2 separate regions of the Mus musculus genome follow, and region 1 is linked to region 2. A link is a contact called in public promoter capture Hi-C data. All regions are on one chromosome and are shown on one strand. The core of a region is the stretch at or near the end of the contact, and the rest is flanking DNA. Distances in the headings are between cores, read along the strand shown. Region 1 holds the start of Sh3bgrl (SH3-binding domain glutamic acid-rich protein like). Region 2 holds the start of Cox7b (cytochrome c oxidase subunit 7B).

Region 1 (6,595 bases), core at 3,740-6,239, 3.1 Mb before region 2:
TCAAAGATACGTAGTTGATTGTGCAATGCATGTTTTTTTTTTTAACACACCTAAGCCGGGTGTGGTGTTGCAAGCCTTTAATCCCAGCACTTGGGAGGCAGAGGCAGGCAGATTTCTGAGTTCGAGGCCAGCCTGGTCTACAAAGTGAGTTCCAGGACAGTCAGAGCTACACAGAGAAACCCTATCTCGGAAAAAAAACAAAACAAAACACAAACAAACAAGAGCAAAACAAAGCAAAAAAAGAAAAAAAACACACCTAAGAATACACACAAAGAATTAGAGCATTTAGCCTGACAGTGTTTAGACTTCAACACAGAGTATTCTGGGAGAAAGGTTGTTATGGATATTATTTTTCTTCAACAGAATAATGAGTCTTTATGCTAAAAATAAATTCACATCACCCTTTTCTTCTATGAGGTTATGACGCTTACCTATCATATTACATTCTGCCAGGTAGAATAGCTATTAGAGTTTTAACCATTTCCAAGTCATAAGAGCCACTACCATTGAGACGGTTCCTGTTTATGGCCATACAACTTTGAACACATCCCATCTCATCTGATCTCGGAAGCTAAGCAGGATGGGGCCTGATTAGTACTTGGATGGGAAACATGTTTCTTAAGCCTTTTTAAGATAGGATAAACTATTCCAGTGGCTTTACTACTGTTACAGGGAAATTAGCTTTCAAGTACTGCTTACCAAACTAAGGTACTGATTCTTCATTCAGACTTTGCACTTGGCACTGGAAAGTCAACATTCTCTACAGCTTGGAATTTCCTAAAAGTATGCCTATTCATTTGGTAGTTTCTGAGTTTGATCTTCTAACTAGTTTATGAATAACTTTAAATAATACCATTCCAACAAAGCTTGGCAGTTATGACATGCTCAAAAGCATGTTTTAAACCAGGGTTCAATTTATATATGCAAAGACAGAACAACAAGGAACTCTGTCACCTAACATAATTACTAAAGAACCACCTGACAAAAAAACAGTGCCTTCCTGCTCTACATATAAATTCCAAATGATGAAAATAGTGTGAGTCAGGAGTTGTGACTTGATCAAAAGTATTCAGTTCATTCCCTTGTTTTTATTATTTGTGATTACCATCATAGAATCCACCCTAAAACTAGCTTTGTTTTTAGTAATTATAAGAGAAACAAAAAAGAGAAAAATCATTGCATATGCTATTCCCTAAATGAAATCCTGAGAAACCTCCTATATACCATACCCTTCAAGTTTCTGCACCAGTGCCCACAGAATGCATAGAGGACATCAATATATATCTGGAAGAAAGAAGGGTAAAATTCTCCTAAGCCAACTAAAACTTTCCCAATCTCTCATCAGTTTGATAATTTCAACAATGTTGTTTTGTTTGTTTGTTTGTTTGTTTGTTGATAAAAGTTACTGCAACTTGTTAAGTTATGTAGACATTGAGTTTAATATACCTTTTCTTCTAAATATAAATTTACAAGGCGTTGCGATCTAAACTCAAACATATGCTACTACATGACATCACATCAATAGTAAACACAAACAATTCTAAACAGACAGGTAATAGAAAGCCAGATGTGGTAACACAAATCTATGGTAGTCCTCACATTTGGAAGGCACCAAGAGGATCACTAAATTTGAGTCTAAGTTGGGCAATGAGTGCTTATCTCAAAAATTGAGAACAGATGTTAAGTTGGACTAAGAAGTGATAAGAAACAAAATATGAACACACAGAATTCACTTTCTGTGAACAACTGGAAACTCAATCCTTACTACATGGTCCCCACTTATGGACATGCCTAGGCAATTCGTTTCAACCTACAGGACTTTCTCATTCTCTAAACATCTAAAGTCATGTTCACATTTACATCTTCATGCCTACTAGCTGCTCTGCATCACTGTCAGCATATAATATATTTTAAACACACGTCTAAACTTAAGCAAGTTTCCCTACACTAAAACTCTGGCGTCGAAGCATTACGGCACTGGGGAAGTTACTTAACCTCTCTCTATCTGCATCTCCTTTTCTGAAAGAAACATAATCATGGCATTATTGTCAAGAATATGTGAGACTGCCTGAGACAACTTAATCATTCCTATCTGCTATTCTTACTAGAGTTACTATGGAGAATCCAGTGCCTCTGGGTGGTAGTAATGCACACCTTTAATCCCATCACTTGGGAGGCAGAGGCAGGTGGATCTCTGAGTTCAAGGCCAGCCAGGTCTACAGTAAGTTCTAAAACAACCATGGATACACAGAGAAACCCTGTCTGGAAAACAAACAAACAATAGAATCCACTGAAAAGTCTAATCTATTTGATTATATTTTTAACCTTGAGGAACAAGCATGACTCCTGTGTATTAGGGCAGAGAAGAGAACACATTTTAAGTGTTTTTTTTTTTAAATCAGGCTGAGAAATATGAGAAGTCTTGGGCTGTAAAAATAATATTGCTTATTATTGCTGCTCTAGATGATTCACAGAACAACTGACCACCTAATATTGCTGATTTTTTTAACAGTCAGGAAAATCGATTCAGAGCTGCAGAGATGGCTCAAATAGTCAAGAGCACTCATTCCTCTTGCAAAGGACCTGGATTCAGTTCCCAGCATCCGCGTGGTGGCTCATAACCATCTGGAACTCTAGCTCCAGGGACCGACCCAACACCTTCTTCTGGTCTCCATGGGCATTGTATTCACACAGTATACATATGCAGGCAAATCATTCAATACATACATATTATCAAGCCAAAGCCAAACACTTAAAGCACTCATTAGACAACTAATAACTTACAAGTATGTATCTTTTCAGGTTTTTTTTTTTTAAGATCCCATGAGAACACTTGCCCCCAAATTTCTAAATCATTTGTTAAAAGGACAATGCTTTTTTGCTATCTTAAAGAAAATTTCGGTACTGCAAACTGAAATTTCCTTCCTCAAGGAAACAGCCACCGCCCCATTCATATTAAGTAGTTCTCCTTTAAGATACTCTTTGTACTATTTTAGGATTATTTTTTAAAAATTGCCAGAGTATAATAAGAAATCTTTCATTTTGGCATTTTCATAAAAATGTAATTAGTGCATTAATTATCCATGAAGAAACAATAGAAACAAAAGACAAAACAACATGAGTATCTGTCATTTGAATCATCTAATAAACTCTTAATCCTTTCTTGGGCACTTAGACATTTTATGTCTTAACAAAGAGGGGGGGGTGTGACTCTATTACTTGGTGAAATTCTTAAAGCAGTTTCTCCTTGAGTTTACTTCTGGGAGAGAAATAGAAGATAGAGAAAGCAAAGAACAAATACCAGTGTTGAAACTGCATACCTCACAAAACAACAACAACAACAAAACCTAAGTGCTTGAGAGGGTCAATCTAATAAGGATTAACCAAAGGCATTAAGCTGGGTTTTGAAAATGCAGTTAATGTAGTAGATTGATATTCGGTAACCCATGTTTTACTCTGAGGTATCAGAATGTTAGGTATGGAAGACAAGATGCTTCTAAAGTAGGGTCCAAAGGAAATAATAAACATTTCTATTTTTTCAAACAAAACGTTTGCTCCATAACTTTAAGAGTAGGCTTCCTTATATTTTGAAAGCCCGTCTAAACACACCCACACATGTTGGCAAAGACAAAGTTCAAGGTTCATGGTTCTGGTGATTTCATATAGCCTTCAGCTCTATTCCAAATCCTACTAAATGTAAATGACAACAACCCAGCAACCTGGGATCTCTGCCACTCTAAAGCTAGAGGAGTTTTCTACATTCAAATTCCTGAGCCCACACATCTGCTTCTGCCACTTGAGGGCCTTTATTTTTCCTCCTGGGGTTGCTGGAACAGAAGCTCTTTCATGTGACAGGAGTATGCATTCCAGCTTTCACCTCAGTTTACCCAATGTTCCTCAGATATGGTAAAAACTGTTATTCTAAGTTAACAATTGGCAAATGAATCAAAGAAGAAAACCAAATCCTATGAAGAGCCAGCAACTCAGTTGCCACATGTTCTTGCCTCCATTTTCAACAGTCTTGAAAGAGTGGGTTTTAGAAAGAAAATCTTTCGAAGGAAAGGAAAAACTCAAAATAAGATCCAGTGGGGGGGGGGAGGTCTCATACAACATTATTTTTTTTAAATGGCTTCATATTCCAGGAAGAAAGAGAAGGGGAGAGGAGGAGGGGAAGGAGGTGGAAGAGGAGAAGAACTTTTTTAAAAAATCATTTGTATCATTGCCCCTGACTTTCGCCTATTTTTAAAATTATATACCCCACCTGCACGCTCTCTAAATAAGTCCATTCCAGTGGCTTCACAATAATTCCAGTACTCAGAAGTCTTCCCTTCCCTTCCCTTCCCATCAGCACCCTCATCCTTTACAGAAATGCACTACTTCCCCTGAACTCGGTACTCAGAGCATATTTCATAAATGTCTCACTCTAAAAAACCTGAAAGCCACTTGTTTTTTATTTTACTTGACTTCACCTAACCGTGAAGTCCCTTTACCAGTTATCTCCTAAACTTGGTAGTTTTCTTTTTCCTTTAGAAACGAACACTAACGTCTCAAGGCAAACAAAGCTAACTCCACGGGAGAAAATAAATAAATAAATAAATCGACGCAACAAAGGAAGAAAGGAAAGAAGGGGGTACTCTGGGCGATGCTTGCGTCTTCTAAGGAGAAGCTTCCAGTGTAACTTCTTCAATTTAACGGTTCTGGGGCAGAAGAGGACTAGTGTGTTGGAAAACAACAAAGGTGGGCTCCCACTCTCCTTACCGCCGTAGAGCCAGAAGAAGATGCAATATATACACGGATCACCATCCTGGAAACAAGGGCTTCTGGTCGGTCGCTGGAGTCTTGAAAAGGGCTGGGAAACAGCTGCAGCAACGGCTGGAACCGAGCTAAGGGCCAAACAGAGGTTGGATGAGGAGGGTGGGGGAAGGTGGAAGGATAACTGGCCAGAGCCCCGCCTCCACCAGCGGCTGCTTTCAATGAGCTTCCAGCTCTGCAATCCCAGCCCCAAACCCCGGAAGGCTCAGGCTCATTTGCATCATTTCTAAATTGTTTTTTTAAAACACAGGATCTCGAACAGCACCGCGAGATCTGTTGAAACAATTCTTTTTGACTATTCCCTCTCCGGGAAGGGGGCAAGGGAGAAATAAAAGAAGGGGTAAGAAAAAAAGAAATATTCGATTAGAATAAAGGACCGGTTCCCATGAACACCAGAAGTTTTGCTTGTTACTTCCTGCTCAGAAATGTATGCAAATAAGATAGCCTAAAGCTAGCTTTATATTGAATCCAGACACTACTTTAAATGTCTTTAAGCCCACGTTATCAAAGCCTTGTATATTTTAAGATGCCAATAATGAAGTAAGTGATTTTTTTTTAACCTTAGTTGGCAGCAGGAGTTGAATACTGAAAAGCTGCACGAGGAGAGGAGGAGGGCTGGAGAGAAGTTTCAAGTTTCCCCAAACCGGAAAGCACAGAATAGGTTCTTTTTGTTCAGAGTTTTGCTAAAATATGGAACATTTTTTTAGTGAGAATTTGCAGGAGATCTAAGCGACAACTCTAGAATGAAGGAGGAAATTGCAAAGAAAAAAACTACAACCCTAGAATGAGAGGAAATTGCAGAGAAAAAAAAAAATCAACAAGTCCAAAATGAGGAGAGGAATTGCAGAGAGAGAAAAAAAAAAAGAAAAAAGAAAAGAAAAGAAAAAAACCAATCATCTGAAAATACTTTGGAAGTACTTTTTTGCCGTTGCTGTCTCATACCTGTAATCTCTGCCCTTGGAATAGTAAAACATGATTGCCAGGAATTAGATGCTAGACTATGCTACAGGGTAAGTCTCTTAAAAATCAAAAATCAACCAAACAAAATGACTTTCTACAAATTATCAAGTACAGTAAATGAGAAAAATCTAGCCACCATCTTCATTACCAACATCATGGCTACTGTTAATTTTACTTGCCAATTCACTTGATTAGAAAAATCTTTATAATCATAAATCATAATCATGATTTTGAAAAAATCTATATTGTTTCTTTTATGTTATCACTGTACAACTTGTTTGGAGTTCTACATTAACTGTTTAGACTTAGAGACTCTTAAAATGAAAAAAAAACAGGAATAACAAAATATTTCTAATTAGTCTATAAACTATTGAACACAATCAATTATTCCCAGAAAACTGAATGGTAGCATTAGCAAAGAATCTGGTGGGCTTTATCTATTAGAAAAATGAGGCTAGATGTGTAGATCTCTTATAGATCACACTAAGACCCAAAGTTGGATTTCAAGTACATACACACATGCACGCACACACACACATACACATGTACAGTTCTGTAATAGATATACTTGTCTTAGTGAATATAAGTCAATAACTTGTTTTATACATAAAACCTGATGATTCTTAATGATAAGACTTCTGATACATTTTTAGGAGAGACTATTACCAATATTTCTAACATAAAGGTAATGGATATCCTTATGCCGTTCTTCCCTACTTTGAGCTATCCTTGAGATGGGTATCATAGAATGGTCATTACTGCTTAAATTTTCTATAGAGAAATTGCCCGAGAGCATTTGCCTGGAAAGGTTACGGTGAATTTG
Region 2 (7,132 bases), core at 3,040-5,539:
TCCAACAAAAACTTTGTTACCGGTCATTAAGAGGATGAATGCATGCTGAATGCAAAGGAAGACACACACATTGGGTGGATGATCAGATGATCAGATGGCCTTTCCAATCCTTCCTTAACTAGAAATTGAACATTTTCATAGACTAGATGAGACTAAAACATGTCTAAATTAAAAAACACTGAGCCTGAGATTATAGCTCAATGACAGAGCACTTGCCTAACATGTGTGATACCTTGAGTTCAATCCCTAGAACTGCAGAAGAAATAATCAACTAGTAGTACTTACATATGTCCATGTAGAAACACAGAAGATGGCTCCACCTGCTAATATAGCATTCCCATATTTGTCATGGAAACTAGGTGCCCTCTTCTGGTGGCTCTGCCTTGCCACCACTTGCTGAATGCTTCGAACTTAGAAAAGAACACAGAAGTATATGGATCAGTTATCAAAATAAAAACACACAACTGCCAATAAGGAAAGCAAAGCAACTCCACAGACTACTAAATGTTAACCACAAGAACAAGTGGTCAGGTGGTAGTGGCACACATCTTTAATCCCAGCACTTGAGAGGCAGAGGCAGACAGATTTCTGTGTTGAAGACCAGCCTGGTTAGAAGCCAATTCTAAGACAGACAAGGCTACACAGAGAAACCCTGTCTCTAAAAAATCCAAAACAAAACAAAATCAAAGAAAGAAAGAACAGAAGGTTAGACAGGTGGGCAGACAAGCACCTTCTCAAGCGCTGTGAAAGTAAAACCAACTGCCAGGCTCACACCTGAAGGCTCAGCTCTTGGGGGACTGAGACAGGAGAACTGCCGCAAGTGCAAGGCCAAACTGGGCTAGACAGTGAATTCTAGGCTACCCTGAGCTCCAGTTAAAGACTCCAACTCAAAAAAATAAACAAATATGAGGACTAGAGAGATGACTCAGTGGTTAAGAGCATTGACTGCTCTCCTAGAGATCCTGAGTTCAATTCCCAGCAACCACACGGTGGCTCACAACCATCTGTAATGGGATCTGATGCCCCCTGCTGGTGTGCCTGAGGACAGCTACAATGTACTTAACATACATAAAACAAATAAGTCTTTAAAAAAAGAAATAAGGGGCTGGTGAGATGGCTCAGCGGGTAAGAGCACTGACTGCTCTTCCAAAGGCCCTGAGTTCAAATCCCAGCAACCACATGGTGGCTCACAACCATCTGCAATGATATCCGATGCTCCGATGCCCTCTTCTGGTGTGTCTGAAGACAGCTACAGTGTACCTACATATAACAATAAATAAATCTTTAAAAAAAAAAAAAAAAAAAAAAGAAATAAAATGATAAAGTGACACGTGGACAGAAACATTTAAAAATACAATAAAATGTTGACACATGATGGTAAATGTTCTTCATACCAATTCTCATTTTTTTCTGCATTACTGAAAATTTTCACAGCAAAAATAAAAATCAAATGTTTATCACCTTAAAATTATGCCCCCAAGCTATGGTAAGCAGGATTTTAAAATAATTGGTAAAGAATGAGGTTTTTGATTATATAATAAGAGTATATAAGCAGGCAAGCACGTGGAAGGTAAAAGCAGGAGGATCAGGAGTCAGCCTACGGTGCATGACACCTTGTCTCAAAAAACAGAGTAGAAAAAATGTTATGATAGAGATTTTATCATCAGGTAATTTCTAGCCTAGAAGGGAGTATTATATGTGAAGACATGATCTCTGTTGTACAAGAAAGTAGAATTAACTCAGCATTTAGGCAAGTAGGATTTGTAGGTGGGTAGGGGTGCAGGGCAGAGGGAGGGTATAGGGAACTTTCAGGATAGCATTTGAAATGTGTATAAAGAAAATATCTAATAAAAATTAATTAATTAGAAAAAGAAAAATGGAATATCGACAGAGATAGATAGATCTACTGTACCAGAGAGCCAATCAAGTTTGGATGAAGAACAAGGTTATAAAGGTAGCTTATTAAGGAATAAAACTCGAAAAAAGTGGTAAATACCAAAAAGTCAATAGTTTTTCTCTTCAAATCTAGACACCACCACCTCATTATTTTAAAGGTCTTTACTGTGTGTCTTTTCTTAAAGATTTATTTATTATATGTAAGTACACTGTAGCTGTCTTCAGACACACCAGAAGAACGTATCAGATCTCATTACAGATGGTTGTGAGCTACCATGTGGTTGCTGGGATTTGAACTCAGGACCTTCTGAAGAGTAGTTGGTGTTCTTAACCGCTGAGCCACTTCGCCAGTCCCTGTTTTAAAGGTCTTTAAAGGTACTTACAGACACAGAGGAAAAAGCAATGTTGAATTGAGGTGCAGCGGTTCATAGCTGTTCTCTCAGTACTTGGGAGGGTAAGGTTGAAAACTATACTCAATTTTCATGCCAGGCTGGGCTGCAGGGTAAGACAAAACTGCTGTTCCCTCACTAATGTTTCAGGCTGGGGAGAGCCTGGATTCAGTGGCAGAGCTTTGGGTTCAAATTCTATCAAATCCTCTCTCACCCCCAAAACAAACACCACCACCACCACCACCACCAATGGTCTCTATGTGGTATAATCCTAATAATTCCTTAACCATTATATTAGCTGCTTTACTTACGGTTCCACTTTCACCTTTAACCAGCCACACCCAGGGAAATAAATGTAGCGGGATTGGTGTAGTGCTTGCCTAACATTCCCTAGACTTGATTGCTAACACTTCAGAAGCAAACACAATTAGGTCTATAAAGGTGGGAAGGACTTTGTCAAGCCCAGCACTTGGGAAATGGAGGCCAAGGATCAGGGGTTGAAGACATCCTTGGCTACAGATTAAAATGGCAGGCCAACCTAGTGTACCTGAGACCCTCCCTCAGAAAACAGCCACAGCCGGAATAAGCAAATTCATAAACATTCCATAATCAATTCTGCTCCAGAACATTTAAAAGGGTGAGTATGAGAAACAGAAACACAACAAAATAAACTAAAAAATCATCTTTTTGCCTGGTCTCCAGAGCAAGTTCCAGGACAGCCAGGCTACACAAAGAAACCCTGTCTCAAAAAAAAAAAAAAAATGATAAAAAAACTTTTCCTACAGTATTTTTAAAAGTCCCTAAGTCACTTAAAGATCAAAGAAATTGAGATTACCAAACAACTGTTGTTTCAACACTCTGATTTACCAAGTGATCTCCCCTCTATACCAAAATAAAATTAAAAACAAACAAACAAACAAAACCACCCAGTTTAGTGACCAGAGATTGGTTAATGGTCTTTGACATAGGTATTACTTACTAACCTCTGTTTTACAAAAACAAGTTTATAACGCTAAATCATTTGTCCAAAGTGAAAGAAATAATAAACACAGCTTGTAGCAGATGAAAGATCAGTTGGGCTTCTTTCTTTTTTTTTTTTTTCAATTATTCCCAAAGTACTTCAGTACTTAGAACACAGCATGTGATCTAAAGGTAAAATAAAACTAAATCCATGGCTAGAAAAGCAAGTAAGTATTGTGTAAGGTCACCTTCATTCACATTACTGAAGGTCACCTTCAGGGTAAAGCAATTACAAAAATGAATTTTTTTCTTTCCAGTCCAGTGTATTTTCCATATATACTGCTAGTCTCAAGTTTCCACGTACTTGCCTAACTTTAAAGCAGGAAAAAAAAATGACCATGATTGTTTTCGCTATAGTTAATATTCCGTTAATAATCTACAGATGACTTCTTCAAAGCTGCCAGGCTTAAGGTTTTCAACCCCTTGCTATGAATCCAGATGCGGTAGATTTAGTTTCCTACCACCGTTATTGTAGGAGATCAGTTCTTCTACGTAAATACACTCCCAGAGCTAAAATTTAGATCATCGCTAAAAGAGCAAGGTGTCCGCCAAAGCGTTCTTCCTGGAAATCATAGGTCTCTGAAGAAAGAGAATGCATAACGAGGTTAGGAACACAAGGACAGGATGATAAAGCCACTGTCACAGCTACCTCTGTTATGGCTAGCTTCCCTTCCCAGTGACTGGAGACCACGCAGGGGACCATGCACCTAGAATTAAAACCCGCAGGATTTGGGGCGGAGGAAGAGGGCAGAAGAGCACGAGGACAGCCGGATCCCGGGTGTTGTAAAGAACTCGCCCACATTATCTGCTCACCTTGGAGACGGCTTAGTGCGTTTTTGGCTAAGGGCAACATCGCGGAGACGAAGATGGAACTGCGGCGACTATGCTGCTGCCTTGGTGCAAATTCACCCCAGCTACCCTTGCAAAGCGTCCTGAAAAACAAAATGGCTTTCAGCAGGGAGCCCAAATGAGAATTGGTGAGATGTCGCGAGATTTAGGGGTTGACCTATAGAAATTGTCATCCTAGTTCCTGCGAGGAAATAGGAAGGTCTTTGGGAAATGTAGTTTCAAGCTTGATGGCTTCCATAAAGTAGTATTTACTAAGCAGGGAGGTTAACTCTTTGGACAAAGGTTTCGGACTCTACAAAGGAGAGCTGAGACACCGACCTTACATAAGGCACCAGCATCAAAATGGTGCTAAAACTCCAGAGGATTGGATCTAGTGTCTCACTTCCAATTACAGTCCCTTCAAATTTTTCACATTCTGTCTCCTATTACCTACATTAATTGGTTTTACCTTTATTGGTTTTTTTTTTTGGAATTTTTGTGGGGGAGTTGAGACACGGCCTCTCTATTTAGTCCTGGCTGACCAGGAACTCTCTATGTAGACCAAGCTGGCCTGGAACTCACAGAAAAAGTCCTGCCTTTGCCTCCCAAGTGCTGGGAGATCAATTGACCTTTTTCCCCTAAGGATTCCAGTTCATGTGCATCTGGCAAGAATACTATATATGTATCTTCTTAAGAAACTCTGTGTAGGGCTGGTGAGATGGCTCAGTGGGTAAGAGCACCCGACTGCTCTTCCAAAGGTCCAGAGTTCAAATCCCAGCAACCACATGGTGGCTCACAACCATCCTTAATGAGATCTGATGCCCTCTTCTGGTGTGTCTGAAGACAGCTACAGTGTACTTACATATAATAAATAATAAATAAAAAAAAAAAAAAAAAAAAAGAAACTCTGTGTAAGCCAGGTCTCCCTATGTAACCCAGACTGGCTAGAACTTACTATGTAGCCCAGACTGGCCTAGAATTTGCAATTCTTTTGCCTTAGCTTCTCTAGTGTCATGATTAGATAAATAATGTACAAATCAAACTCTGCTTTTTAGAGCATCCTATCAAAAGGTATAGGATCTTAGCATGTCCCATTCAGTAATAGTATGAACTTAATCATTTAATCCAAGCACTGCATACCAGATTTCTACACTTTAAAGTCACCGCTTTCCCTTTGTAATTAAAAAAAAAAAGTATCTTGAGTGGAAAGGAGGGATGTGTGCAAAAAAAAAAAAAAAAAGGTAACTCCAATGCATAATGACTATCCTATTCTGCATAAGCTTCTATCCACTATGTTTTGTATCCATTGGTAATTCTTTACCACACTGTGTCTGTATGACCACTGCAGTTCATATGCCTAAAGCAACCTGAGTGAGCATAAAACAGAGATACTCAAACCACCATGCTTATTTGGTATGCTTGTTTATTTTTTAAGATTTATTTATTTATTATATGTAAATACACTGTAGCTGTCTTCAGACACACGGGAAGAGGGCATCAGATCCCCATTACAGATGGTTGTGAGCCACCATGTGGTTGCTGGGACTTGAACTCAGGACCTCTGGAAGAGCAGTCAGTGTTCTTAACTGCTGAGTCATCTCTCCAGCCCCTTGTTTGTTATTTTTGTGTTTGTTTCTTGGAGACTAGATTTCATCCTGTAGTAGAGGCTAGCTTGGAATTTACTATGGAGCCACTCCTGGCCTCAATCTCCTGGCAAGCTGCCTGCTTCAGTTTCCCAAGATGATAGGTGTGAGCTGACATACCTAATAATTTAACCATTTAAAAATTTTTCTTTTTAAATTTTGAGGTAAGCTCACACCAAGTGGCTCATATGGGCCGTTAACTCACTCTAAAGTAGAGAGACAGGCATTGAACTTGTAATCCTCCTACCCCAGCTTCCCAAGTAGGAGTTAAACTGACCTATGAGGCCCAGCTTAATTTTTTCATATCCTACTTTCTCCTCTCCTTTGAAACAGGGACTCGCCATGTAACCTATGTGGGCCTCAAAGTTGGGATTTTCCCACTCTAGTCTCCCAAGTGCAGGGATTACAGGAGTATGCCACCACATGTGGCTATTGCTTTCTCTGTGTGTCTCTCTCTGTCTGTCTCTCTTCTGCTCTCTTCTCATCTGTCTTTTTGTTTATTTTGTTTTGTTTTGTCTTGTTTTGCTTTGTTTTGTTTGAGACAGGGTCTCTTGTAGCTCAAGGAGGAACTCCCTATGCAGCCTAGACTGGCATTAATCCCTGATATCCTCCTGCCTCTATCTCCTGAATACTGAGATTACAGGTATGCACCGCCAGGCTCATTTTATTTCATATCTCTTTATGTGGAGACCAATTACTTTCCTTTCTTTTTTTTTAAAGATTTATTTATTACTTATACAGCATTCTGCCTGCATTATTCCTGCAGGCCAGAAGAGGGCACCAGATCTCATTATAGAAGGCTATAAGCCACCATGTGGTGGCCAGAAATTGAACTCAGGATCTTTTGGGCCTGCTCTCAACCACTGAGCCATTTTTCCAGCCCGTCCCTCTTTTAAAGCAGTTACTTTCCTTTCAACAATCATCTCCTTAACTCTCCAAATAGTGGAATTATTATAATTCTGTGGGGTTTTTGCTTTCTAGCAGGACCTAAAAGAATAATCACATAGTATGTTCCACACATTCAAAATAAATGCACCTTGGGCTTTGGATGTAGTTGTGATAAAATGCTTGCCCAGCTTGTGTGGGGTCCTTTACTCAATCCTTTACTGTGCCCTGTGCTGCAAAATAAATAAATAAATAAATCCAAATTATAATGTGTGTGTGTGTGTGCACGCGCTTGTGTGTATACTGAGGAAATATTGAGGATTAAACCTATGTGTTTACAAATAACAGTTAAATGTCCTATCAACTGATCTATATTTCCCCAATGTCTTAGGGTTACTGTTGCCATGTTATAACACCCTGACCAAAGCAACTTCATCAGGAGTTGCAGTCATAGGAACAGTACTTAAGCCA

What was found. Promoter capture Hi-C pulls out the DNA fragments that hold promoters and counts their contacts.
Region 1: a promoter capture Hi-C map of pre-B cells shows a contact between it and region 2. The contact joins the promoter of Sh3bgrl here to the promoter of Cox7b in region 2. A contact is called at or near these places in 2 of 39 promoter capture datasets (cranial neural crest and pre-B cells).

The regions. Positions count from the first base shown.
Region 1 is chrX:109,093,801-109,100,395 of GRCm38.p6, reverse strand. It overlaps Sh3bgrl (SH3-binding domain glutamic acid-rich protein like), which reads right to left and starts at 4,989. Exons shown (of 4, transcript NM_019989.2): 1 at 4,759-4,989. The coding sequence starts at 4,803.
Region 2 is chrX:106,012,857-106,019,988 of GRCm38.p6, reverse strand. It overlaps Cox7b (cytochrome c oxidase subunit 7B), which reads right to left and starts at 4,289. Exons shown (of 3, transcript NM_025379.2): 1 at 4,119-4,289; 2 at 286-410. The coding sequence starts at 4,158.